3 separate regions of the Mus musculus genome follow, and all the other regions are linked to region 3. A link is a contact called in public HiChIP or PLAC-seq data. All regions are on one chromosome and are shown on one strand. Each heading gives the region's core, a stretch centred on a gene start, on an enhancer-like site or on the middle of the called end of the contact. The rest is flanking DNA. Distances are from core to core; before and after follow the strand shown.

Region 1 (3,739 bases), core at 744-3,243, 160 kb after region 3:
CCCTCAGGCCTGAGCACCCTAGAACTGTCCCCACTTCACCCCACCTCAGCCTCATGGGCCCACGGTAACTTTGTGGTGGTTCCCCTACAGAGGAAGGCAGCTAGGAGGGGGAGTCTGTTTATCCACACGTGTTCTCTTGCTGACTTTCTAGGGGAAAATGCCTTTTTTTCAATTCTGCTTTTATTATTTGAAATTCTCATGGGACCAATTACCCGCCTGTGGGGATTACCTGCCATTTTTATTCTAGTGTCTATCTGCTGGAGTTCTTCCTCGGAGTAATTGATTTGGGTAATTTGGTGCTGCCGAACAGAGAGTGCTGCCACAGAGGCAGGGATCACCTGGCAAGCCATTCTTGGTAAAGGCGTTGCTGCTGATAGTTGCTGAGAGAGGGGCCAGAATGGAGACCATGGATAATGTGTTTTGTTTTAGACCTGGAATTCATATGTGGGCTGCACAGCGCTCTCTTACGCAGACCTGGGCAGGTCACCTGTGGGCAATGAGTGAAAGGCAGCTTGTCATCTCCCATGGGCTTCAGGATCATCCCTGCTGGGCACTGGCTCTGGCCTGACCCTGGCCTTGGCCCTCTCCATCTGTCTCCCAGGAGGCCTGGGAGGAGAGCCTTAAGGAAAGCATCTTTCCGGAGGGAACCTGACCTCAGTTCCTGGGCAGACCCACACGCTGGCCTTGGACCTGTGGCTGGAGGCATGGCAGTTCCTTGGAAGGGGAGGGCTGACCAGTACATCTGACTCCACAGGGGCTGTGCAGGGCTTGATGCCAGTGGAGAGCTCTGCCAGGGCCGGAGGGTGCAGTTCCCCTCCAGTCTGTCCCCAGCGAATACCCCTGCTTTCACTGCTGTTACGGATGTGGGAGGCAGAGCTGGGGTGGAAACTCCTCACTCTGTCCTCTCAAGGTCCCATGAAGGACTCCTGTAGAGGTCTTCTTCTTTCTCCCTGTCTTGCTCACTGAGGAAAAGGAGCTCCCAGGCCCACAGGTCCTGTTCCTTCTCACAGAGAGCATCCTCCCTTATGTGGCTTAGAGACTGTTCATGGGCTGTGGCCTGGGCATGACATGGCATTGGAATACCTACCCTTTTGTTTGCTTTTGCTTTTTAGACAGGGTCCCTCTACAGAGCCGTGGCTGTTCTGGAACTCACTCTGTAAACTAGGCTGGCCTTGAACGCACAGAGATCTTCCTGCCTCTGCTTTCTGAGGGCTGGGATTAATGGAGTTGGCCACTATGCCCAGCTGGACACCTCTACTTTTTTCATGAGGAAGTGGATCCTTTTTGTAGCACAGAAGAGTCCTTTGGGTTTCCTGATGTAGGGCCCCTGTAATCTTCAGTGCTTGGGGAGGGGCAGTTTCTCTGGCTCTGTGTGACTCTCAACTGAAGTTGGCACCATGCCCAGTCACCTGAGTATGTGTCTATTCAGCTTCTGGACTGATATTCCTGAACCCACAGAGACCCCTGGGAACTTGGGAATCTTTGTTGCCCTGAGACACTACTCAGTTCAGCTGTCCAACTCAGTGCTTGCATGGGGGTCCACGAGGGCCTTCTGCCACTAGAGACCAAAGCCTCCCTCAGATCAGCTGGCCAGACTTGTCAGCGTCCACCTGTCTGTCTGTCTGTCTGTCTGTCTGTCTGCCTGCCTGCCTGCCTGCCTGCCTGCCTGCCTCACTGCTTCACTGCCTCACTGCCTCTCTCATCTTGCTTTCACCTTCTCCCAGCTCTGTTTCTCCATTAAGCTGGGGAGGGAAGGTACCAAACCTAGCAGGAAGGGGACAAATACAGGAGGCCCAGAAACACATTCAGAATAGTGATTAGATCTGGAGTTGGAGCAATGGCTTAGTAGTTAAGAGCACTTGCTGCTCTGGCAGAGGCCTTTTGTTTTGTTTTGTTTTGTTTTTGGTTGTGGGTGCATCTAGCTGAGTCCTGTCTGAACTGTGCTATCTTACAAGTGCTTTTAAGCAGGCTCAGGAATGCAGCTCAGTGGGGAAAGGTGTTTACTAACAGCGTGCCAGAGACCTGAACTCCACCCCCAGCACCAGGGGGTGGGGACGTGCTTGTAAGGGCTGAAAACAGTTGAGTCAAAACTAAATAATGTAGACCGATTCTGAGTCTAACCATCGGTGCCCGGAAGCCCACTGACCAAATCCTGTCTTTCTCCAGATTCAGGAAATAATCTGCCTGGCAGGATGGTGCGTGCCCATATTCCTGGCACTTGGGAGGCAGAGGCAGGAGGATCACTGCAAGTTCAAGCCCAGCTCAGTTTGTGTAGTGAGCTTTATCCCATCAGGGCTTATACAGTGGGCTCTGTTTGTAAAGAGAGAGAAATGACCCTCAGTGCTAACTGATGGTGGATGGCTTCCCAAAGGAGTGGCCCTGCCATTCTGAGGAGGCCAGGGGTACCTCTGAGTCCTCAGGCTGTGACAGGACAGAGGTGCTGTCTGGGATGACACCGCCAGCTTGTGTCCACTGAGTGTCTACTAAATGCTGATGCTATTGTGGCTCAGATCTACAGACTTTCCTGCTGGATCACACAAGGCCACGCTTTTGCAAGAAACTGAGGCATTTTTGTTGTTGTTGTTAGTTTGTTTGTTTCCCCTTTCTCTTTTTCTTAGCAAGGGTTTGCTAAGAATTGACCCGTCTTTACATTTGGGTAGCCTGTGGCATGGTGGTCTTGGTCATGACTTTATGAGCTCTGGTAATTCATCCTTGGTTTCTGAAATAGTGATTAAATTCCTTGATTTTAAACTGAGCCTTTTCTGGCTTAGGTGTGAAGTCCTAATAGGATAATGGATGGTTATCTTATTGACCTCTAAACCTTTGTGGGTTTGAAGTAACTTGATTTTCTCCCATGACAGGTCCCTGTTGTGTAGGAGTGCAGCTAGAAGGAGCTAAACAGGGGACCAGAATGTGAAATCAAAGTTAGCAGGGCTCTATGTACTGTGCCTGCCCCACCCTGTGTGCCAAATTTAGCACAGTCAAATATTGTAGACACCAAATCCTTTGGCTGGTCATTGTTTTGAACAAAAACTAAAGGTCCTTCCCGCCCACCCTTCGTCGCAGCCTTCCAGACCCTTCTGCTCAGATGGCAGGCTCCTATTTTGGCTTCTTGGGCCAGCTGCTAGAGGAAGTTGCTGGATCCTGGGCCAGACTCCCCTCCCTCCTACCCTGCCCAGCTGGAGGCCTGGCTGTCACTCTCTGCCTGGTCACCTCTGCCCCCTAGGAGACCTAACAGACCAGGTAGCAAACGCTGGCCACCCTTCCCCACCCGCAGCACCATTCCAAGGTGTTTAAATGGGTCTGTGGGCTCAGCTGAGTTTGATGCTCTTTGCTGACTTGCCCATCTGTAAGATGGGATGACAGTAGCAGCCTCTTGGCTTCTTGGACGCATCTGTAGCTGGCTAATATGTCTCAGGTCCTTACTACCACCTTCGTGGTATCCGCCATTTTTGCTAGGCAGCCTCTGCAGGCTGAGTACCCACATGGCTCCTGGTGCTTCTTGCTTTTGGAGCCACTGCTCCCATTAGCCTCTCAGACACCTGTCGGCTCTATCTCCTCACACAGAGGGCCTACTCTGGTGCTCTCTTCTTATTCTCCAGCCCTCATCTGGAAGGTCCGTTCACACCCAGGGTGCCAGAGTCTCTGAACCCAGACTCCTCCCACTCTTGTTTCTAATTCCCTTCTGCTGATCCCTCTGAAGTCAGGTAAAACATGACCAACATGACAAGTGACCATG
Region 2 (3,975 bases), core at 1,288-3,787, 200 kb before region 3:
TATTTATTGTGTGTGTGTGTGTGAGTGTGTGCAACAGTTATGAGGTCAAGGGACAACTTGCTTTGTCCCTTGAAGAAAGAGTCTCTCCTTCCACCATGTGGATTCAGGGATTGACTCCCCGCCATCAGGCTTGGTGGCAAGCACCTTCTAGCCATTGTTGACCCTCAAGACACACATCTTTGCCAGGTTGGCCTATGGTGGAACCAGGGCCTCTTTGGGGCATGGAAGTGGAATCAATGACAATCAATGATAATCTTCTTAGGATCTGATGGAGTGGGGGAGGGTCAGGTCCTTCTTGAGAAGGGTGATTGGAAACAATGCCACCAAATATTTTTTGAATCAGGAGGGGTTGAACAAAAGCTTCTAGATGATGGCTGCTCATAGAAACTCATTTGCAAAGGACTTCCATGTTAGGCACCTGTGTCTCTAAATATCTCTAAAAACAAAGGACTCATTCAGTCATCTGGAAAACGCAGAGCTCTGGGAACACTCAGCAGCACATGGAAGCCGGCTTCTCTCCGCTGCTCAGTATCCACAGGTGGCTTTCATTCTCTCCACAAAACTGGAGTCAACTGAAAAGCTGGGGGAAACAAGAAGTTCTGCCACTTAGCAAGCCACCGGAGATGCTGCTGCTGATGATAAAAACAAATCAATTAGAGAAAAAGCAAACAGAAACAAAAGTATTATTCAAGTTAACTTCTAAACCAACCACTTATAAGTGTAAACAGGCGTCCTTGCCCTTTCAGAATCAGGACCGTTCTGTCTGGAGCCTCCCAGCTTCAGACAGTGAATTGTATCAGCATTGTAAGAAGGAAGAAAGGCCCACTTTGGAGCTGACGATCAACAGCACCTACCTCAAAAGTTATTTGCAGGGAAAAAGCAGTTTCTCAATTTAAGAAATGTTTTATATAAGTAAACATTTAAGGGGAGCTGTCGGCTTCAGTTCTCATGTCTGCTTCCTTCTCTGCCTCTCTTTGTAGGAGAGACAGAGCCACTGTGAGTGCTAAGGTGGGCTCAGGGCAAGAGCGTGTGTTTAGCATGTGCAGGGACCTGGGATAGAACCCCAAACAAACAAATAAATAGAAAAAAAATCTCCTCAGAGGCAGTAAGGATAAAGAGTGAAAACCCTGAGATAGTAAAATGACATTTCTTTCTAATGAGTTTTCAGAGGAAGAAAGCCTTTCCCACATAAACAAACTGTCCGTTGAGCAGTACCTTGGAGATCTCGCCCCTCTCTTTCCTTAGGTGTCAGCACCTGTCAGGTATGCCTGGTGCTGGCACGCACCTCACTGAGAAGACTTAAGACTAAATGTGATAGCACACAGTGTCTAGATCCTAGTAAATGCTCAGTAAATGACCACTTAAATTATTATCTACGGCAATTAGCATTATTAGTACTCTCGGGGCTTTTGCAGTTCTGAAACTGTAGGATAATGTGTCAGAGAGAACCGGCTAACGCAGGAAAGACAAACCTTTGCTTCATCTGCTTGAGCGGACGGCCAGATGACAGCCGGTTTGAAAGCCACCGGGTTTTGCTTTCTCTCTTGCTTGCTGAGCCCCTCGGGAGGATCCCGTCCTTTCTTCTGTCGAGATGAATTCCTAATACTTAAGATTCATTGATTCTTCGGCTAACCTGAATTTCAGGGTTTCTGAACTTCACTAGGTCTCTAAAGGATGAATAGTACACGCTGTATGGTTGTGCTTTCTTGCAAGTGGGATGGCTATCTGGAAGATGGCTTTGTGTCCCGGGCCCCACTTAATGGTGGTGACTCAAGCATTCAGCCGGGCTATCTCTCCTGTGTGAGAGCTCAAGAAGGAGGCCGATCTGAGAACTGGAGCTGACAGCTCCCCTTAGTTGTTTTTCTACTCATATAAAACATTTGTTAAATTGAGAATTTTTTTTTTCCCTGAAAATAACTTTTGAGGTAGGTGCTGTTGATCACCAGCCTCAAAGTGGGCCTTTTTTCCTTCTTATAATCCTGATACAGTTCATGGTCTGGGGCTGGGAGGCTCGGGACAGAACGGTCTGGTTTCTACAAGGGCAAGAAATCCTGATCACTCTTAAAAGTGCTTGGTTTAGGAATGGGCACCTGAGATAGGAGGATTCAAAGGGAAATTTTTCTTCATTCTTAGAAATAGCAGGCACCGCTGTGACCATCTTTAAATCCAGAGGCGAGGCTGAGCCAGCCACCCGGGGCTCCGTAGTGAGATTCAGTCAAAAATTAATAAAGACAGACAAGCTGTGTATCTGTTCATTTTTGTTGACCTCTCTTTTGAAAGGTAGAGTCTCTGACTTTGAACTCACCATGAAGCCCACGTTAGCCCTGACCCGAGGATTCTCCTTAGTGCTGGGGTTACAGGCATGGACCCCATCATGCCTAGCCTTAAAAAGCACAGTTCCTTCAGAGGAAAGGTACACTCCCTTGTTATTACACATAACAAATCCCGACAAACTTGGTTTAAAACAACACAGATGATTCAAGTCTGGCCAGTCTGTGTTCCCTCTGATAGGTTAGCAACGGAATGCATTTTTCAAGTTTTGTGGTTTGTAGCATTCCTCTTGTAACATTTCTCAGCACGTGGCTCCTTCCTCTGTCTAGCTCCGAGTCTGGCAATTCTGACTCTTCAAATGTTTCTGCTCTGTCCTCACACTGCTTTCTCCTTCATAAAATCTCCCTCTGCCCCCTCCCCCACCCCCCGTTTCTAAGGATACCTGTAATCCCGCCGCGGTGGGGGTGGAGGGGGGTGGAGGTGGGTGGGGGTGGGGTGGGTAGACTGCAATTACAGGACACCCTTCCATGTTGACATTCTTAAATCATACCAGCAATATTCCCTTTGGGTTTATTAGGTAATATGGATTCTAAGAACTAGGATTTAGGAATCTGTATTGACTGCTAATTAGGATAAGAAGAGGATTTGGGCACTAATTAGCAAGGTACCTGTTGGACTGGCTAGTTTTGTGTGTCAACTTGACACAGGCTGGAGTTATCACAGAGAAAGGAGCTTCAGTTGGGGAAATGCCTCCATGAGATCCAACTGTAAGGCGTTTTCTCAATTAGTGATCAAGGGTGAAAGGCCCCTTGTGGGTGGGGCCATCTCTGGGCTGGTAGTCTTGGTTCTATAAGAGAGCAGGCTGAGCAAGCCAGTAAAGAACATCCCTCCATGGCCTCTGCATCAGCTCCTGCTTCCTGACCTGCTTGAGTTCCAGTCCTGACTTCCTTTGGTGATCAACAGCAATATGGAAAGTATAAGCTGAATAAACCCTTTCCTCCCCAGCTGTTTCTTGGTCATGATGTTTGTGCAGGAATAGAAAGCCTGACTAAGACTCCTGTGTTTCCTCTTCCCTCCCCCCTTTCTGTCCCCTCCCCTTTCTGTTTCTCCCTCCCTTCCCTCCTTCCCCTTTCTTACCCTCTCTCCCCCTCTCTGCTCTCCCTCTCTTTCTTTCTTTTTTCCATTTTTGGTGGTACTAGAGTCTGAGCCCATGGCCTCATATTAAATTAGTACTCTACCATACGGCTCTGAGCGGCTGTGCGGACATCCATCTCCCCTCTTCCACATTCCCCCTTTTCCCTAACTCTGAAACTAAGTCTCTCTAAGTCGCAAGGCTGGCCTCAAACTTTTGAACCCCATGGTTTTCTCACCCTTTTAAGTGGCTGGGGTTATAGGAATGTGCCTTTGTTTGTTTGTTTGTTTGTTTTTACAGGTAGGCTTTACTTATATACGGTAAAATACAGTTGGGCTGGAGAGGTGGCTCAGTGGTTAAGAGCACTGACTGCTCTTGCAGAGGACTCAGGTTCGGTTCCTAGCACCTATACCAGGCAGCTCACACCGATACCCTCTTCTGATTATGTCAGACACTTGCATGTATATGGTGCACATACATGCACATATGTGCACGCATGCATACATATTGAGAAAAATAAACAACATTTTAATGTACAATTATATGAGTCTTAACAAATGTGTGACTGGGAA
Region 3 (3,739 bases), core at 698-3,197:
CCATCAGAAAACACAGGTATTTACATTATGATCTATAACAGTGGCAAAGCCAGTTATGAAGTAGCAACAAAGATAATTTTATGGTTGGGGGTCACCGTGACATGAAGAACGGTATTAAAGGGCCGCAGCATTAGGAAGGTTGAGAACCTCTGGTCTAGAATATCCTAGTAAAGATACTAGGTCTGCGGCCCTGGGGCTGGAGAGCTGGCTCTGCAGGTCAGAGTGCACACCGCTCTCCTAGCATCCCTATCAGGCAGATCATAATCAACTAACTTGGGGAATTCAACCTCTCTGGCTTCTGAGGGCACCTGGACTCATGTGCACATGCGCACATACCGTTACACTGACACACATACCTGGGCATAACCAAAAGTAGAAAAAAAATTACTTTTTTTAATTTGCAGCCAAAATATAGTACATGTATCACGCAGCTCCACACATCCCATCCATTTTCCAACTTTTCCATCATTTTATTGATTTCTGAGTGTCTTGTTTGAAGGACTTGGCCGTACTCGCTTACATGATATACCCCTTTTCACAGTCTACATGTTCACTTCCCTAGGGAATATTGTATCTATGACTTTAAATTCTTTTTCTTAAAGTGCCCCGTCCCCCATCAAGTCAGCTCCATACCTGCTTCCGTCCTGAGCCAGGCCCAGGCTGAAGCATTCTCCAGCTGTCTTTCAGTTCCGCTACAATGGTCCTGGGATGTAACTCTATTAATCCCATTTGTGCATACATGGAAACAGGCTCGTCGGGTTAATCAGCTTACCTGTGTGCACAGCAGACAGCTCTGGGGCTGGGATTTCATCCCAGGAGTTGGCCCCCGAAGGCCCTGCCAACCATCATGGGAAGACTCAGATCTCTTTGTGCTACTCAGGATTGCCTTGTTGTTGTGACTGTTGCCTCCCCACACACCACCCCCACCCCCAAAGAGCCCAAACACTAGGTAGGGTCAGCTTCTCCTCAGATGAACTGGGGGGCCTGACTCAATCACTTTTCTGCCATTAGCAGGGATCTCCTGGTGTGCTTGGTGTTGACTGTCCTCACTTGTATGTCCTATCCGCCTCACACTCACCAATGGCCATCGTGGTGCCCATGGCTCTGTTTTCTGGCCGAGACCACACTTGAGTGAAGAGGTGGCTGGCACGAGGTTGCTGAACATGTTCAGAAGCAATGATCTTAGGTCACAGTGTCTACCTCTAGGTCTCGTTTTGGGCAGTGGGGCAGTGTTGGAATAAGGGGAGACCATTTTATTATAAAATTCCCCATGGGGAGAAACATGATACAATGGATGGGGAAAAAGAAAGAAAAACTAGCTTTCAGTCATGTTTTCATTAAGAAGGTTGGAATCGGAGTTGGGGCTGGAGAGATGGCTCAGTGGGAAGAAGGCTTTCTGCTTCTACAGAGAGACTACAGCTTGGTTCCTAAAACCCACACCAAGTGGCTCTTAACTACCTATAGTGCCAGCCCCAGGGATCCAATGCCCTCTTCTGGCCTCTATGCCCATAAGTACACATATGTACACACACACAGAGAAAATATTAATACTATTAGGGTCAGAATAAACACAGATACAGGAAAGTGAGAGCCAGGACTCTGACTAAATCTACAGACACAGCCATCACACACCACCATGGGCAGTACAACCTGTTCTGAAGTACACCTGCCTCACCACCTCTACTTCAGTCTCCTTTAGGAAGTCTAACGTTAGGATCCAACTACAGTTTTTCCTGGCTGCCCCCAGGAACCACCATCAAAGCATTTTCTACAGCAGAGCTGCTAGGGGAGTGCCGGGCTGTCCCTGGGAGCAGTGTCATGTGGAATGCAATCAATCTCAAGTGATACCTCCCAGGAACAGCCAGCCAACGGACATGTACGAGACAGCCCAGAGCAGAGAAGACTCAGCACCCTCCCACCGCGCCCTGCCCAAGACTCAGCCCCGCCAACCCAAACCCCACACAGAGAACTCCAGGCTGCAGCCTTGACTGGCATAGCCCCGGGGGCTGCCAAGAGAAGCAGAATACCAAAGTCCCCAGCCAGCATTCCACCAGCCCCTGTTTCAGAAACAAAAGGGAAAGGACAACAAATCACAGAAGGGACCAAGGAAAGCTTCGGAAGAGAGCAAGGGTCCTCCCTCAGGTGGAACCATTTGGTGACCTAACAGTAGCTCGCAGTGACCCAAGGCTGGGAGACACAAATCCTTTAAACATACCTCATCGTCAGCTGTGTTCCCTCCAAAGCAAACAGCAAAGCAACCGAGTTCTGTCGAGCTCTGGCCTGCCTAAGGAGGCAGGGCTCAGCAGAGGAAAGGAAGGTACAGGGTTCCAACTCCTGTCAAAAGAATAAACAGCTGTTTCAGGAAGAGGAGGGGTGGGGTGGGCAGACAGATCCCTCGGCAGCAGCCACAGGCTTTGTTCCCTCAGCCCCGGGAAATGGGCTGTTTATCAGGGCTGTTGATTCAGGTCTACGCAGCAAGGCAGAATCAGGGCTCTGGGTTGGTCCTCTGACTTCCTCACCCAGAGGAAAAACTGCAGGACCAAACCAGGCCAGGAGTCACAAGCGATGAGGCCACCACCCTCCACATCACCCAGTCCCAGGGAAAACTGGGAGCCCTGTGAGATGCACTCATTCTCAAGTGATGCCTCCCCGGAGATGCGTATGACACAGCCTGGGGCAGAGGCAGGTGAGCGGACAAGGCACTTTGATGGGACGCCAAAATGTGGTTCTGAGATAAGCTCTTCCTCCACAGCCTGGCTCTGGAAGCCACACAGTTATGTGGAACACTGCACTTTAGAAAATGGTGTAAATCTCCATAGAGAAGCCTTTACCATATGCACTTGGGACAGCCTCAGAAACCCATACCTGCTCCTGAGGGACAAGGCTTAACCCTGCCCACCCTTTGTTTGTTTGTTTGTTTTCCTTTTTGAGATAGGATCCCTAGCAGCCTATGAACTCACTGTGTAGCCAACGACAACCTAGGGCTTCTGATCTTGCCTCCCCAACAGTCCTAAGATGATGGGTATGCGCCATAACCAGTTATGTGATATGAGGGATGGAACTCAGGCTGTGTGCACACTAGGCCTGCACACTGTGTGCACAGAAGCGCCCTGCGATCGGCTGTGCTTTTCCAAAAGCCTATTGTTCTCAGAGGCAATGCTGTCTATGGCACACATTGGCTCAAGCAGGGAGATGGTACTCAGGGCCCCCTGTCCCATTCCCTCCCCAAGTGACTGGGACACTGCCGGGAAGTCTGGGAACCCTAGACGACAGGGAAGGGGCCAATGCCAGACAGGAAGGAGTCAAGGCCTGGCCCCAGGTCACGCAGCCTGGAATTGAGCCTCTTCCTCCTGTTCTCAGAAGGAAGTTTCACGGCTTCCTCCTCTGAGAGCAGGAGCCAGCTGACCATAACCTTCAGGGACTGGAAGTTCTTCCTAATAGCTTGCTGAAATCCTCTCTGATGGCATCCATTCAACCCACAGGGCACATTCCTGAGACAAAGTCATTCTCTCAAGTCTATTTCCAAGTGATGAGCATCAGCTACATCCCACACTGGACCAAGACCCAACAGAAGCGGGAAGTTGCCACCAATTGCCACAATGGCAACCTTTCTGTAGCGATGAGAACCAGCAAGCTGCAGCCAGGTCACATCAACAAGGGGACCTCAGCACTCAGTACTCAGCAAAAGGAGACTGATCCAGAGGACACATTCTTAAGTCAGGCATGTCATGACAGGGCC

The links. HiChIP or PLAC-seq counts read pairs in DNA pulled down with a chosen protein or histone mark.
Region 1: an H3K27ac HiChIP or PLAC-seq map of extraembryonic endoderm stem cells shows a contact between it and region 3. The contact joins two enhancer-like sites. A contact is called at or near these places in 1 of 484 Hi-C or Micro-C datasets (nephron progenitors), 3 of 115 datasets of contacts at active chromatin or transcription factors (embryonic stem cells, extraembryonic endoderm stem cells and pancreatic cancer cells) and 2 of 9 other capture datasets (adipose tissue and pancreatic islet).
Region 2: an H3K27ac HiChIP or PLAC-seq map of trophoblast stem cells shows a contact between it and region 3, with 10 read pairs. The contact joins two enhancer-like sites. A contact is called at or near these places in 2 of 115 datasets of contacts at active chromatin or transcription factors (pancreatic cancer cells and trophoblast stem cells) and 1 of 9 other capture datasets (liver).

Annotation. Positions count from the first base shown.
Region 1 is chr2:35,593,923-35,597,661 of GRCm38.p6, forward strand. It overlaps a transcript of Dab2ip not described here. Among named protein-coding and RNA genes, the nearest start is that of Dab2ip, 26 kb to the right of the region's middle. Within about 2 kb of position 1,994, at least 26 of the 459 cell types and tissues checked have an H3K27ac peak or open chromatin away from gene starts, as enhancers often do. A contact at or near this core is called in extraembryonic endoderm stem cells and pancreatic cancer cells, where this site is marked.
Region 2 is chr2:35,227,859-35,231,833 of GRCm38.p6, forward strand. All of the region lies in intron 2 of Gm13605 (a long non-coding RNA gene), which reads left to right. Among named protein-coding and RNA genes, the nearest start is that of Gm52553, 3.8 kb to the left of the region's middle. Within about 2 kb of position 2,538, at least 59 of the 459 cell types and tissues checked have an H3K27ac peak or open chromatin away from gene starts, as enhancers often do. A contact at or near this core is called in pancreatic cancer cells and trophoblast stem cells, where this site is marked.
Region 3 is chr2:35,430,299-35,434,037 of GRCm38.p6, forward strand. It overlaps Ggta1 (glycoprotein galactosyltransferase alpha 1, 3), which reads right to left. Exons shown (of 8, transcript NM_001145821.2): 2 at 2,216-2,334. Among named protein-coding and RNA genes, the nearest start is that of Ggta1, 29 kb to the right of the region's middle. Within about 2 kb of position 1,948, at least 96 of the 459 cell types and tissues checked have an H3K27ac peak or open chromatin away from gene starts, as enhancers often do. A contact at or near this core is called in extraembryonic endoderm stem cells, pancreatic cancer cells and trophoblast stem cells, where this site is marked.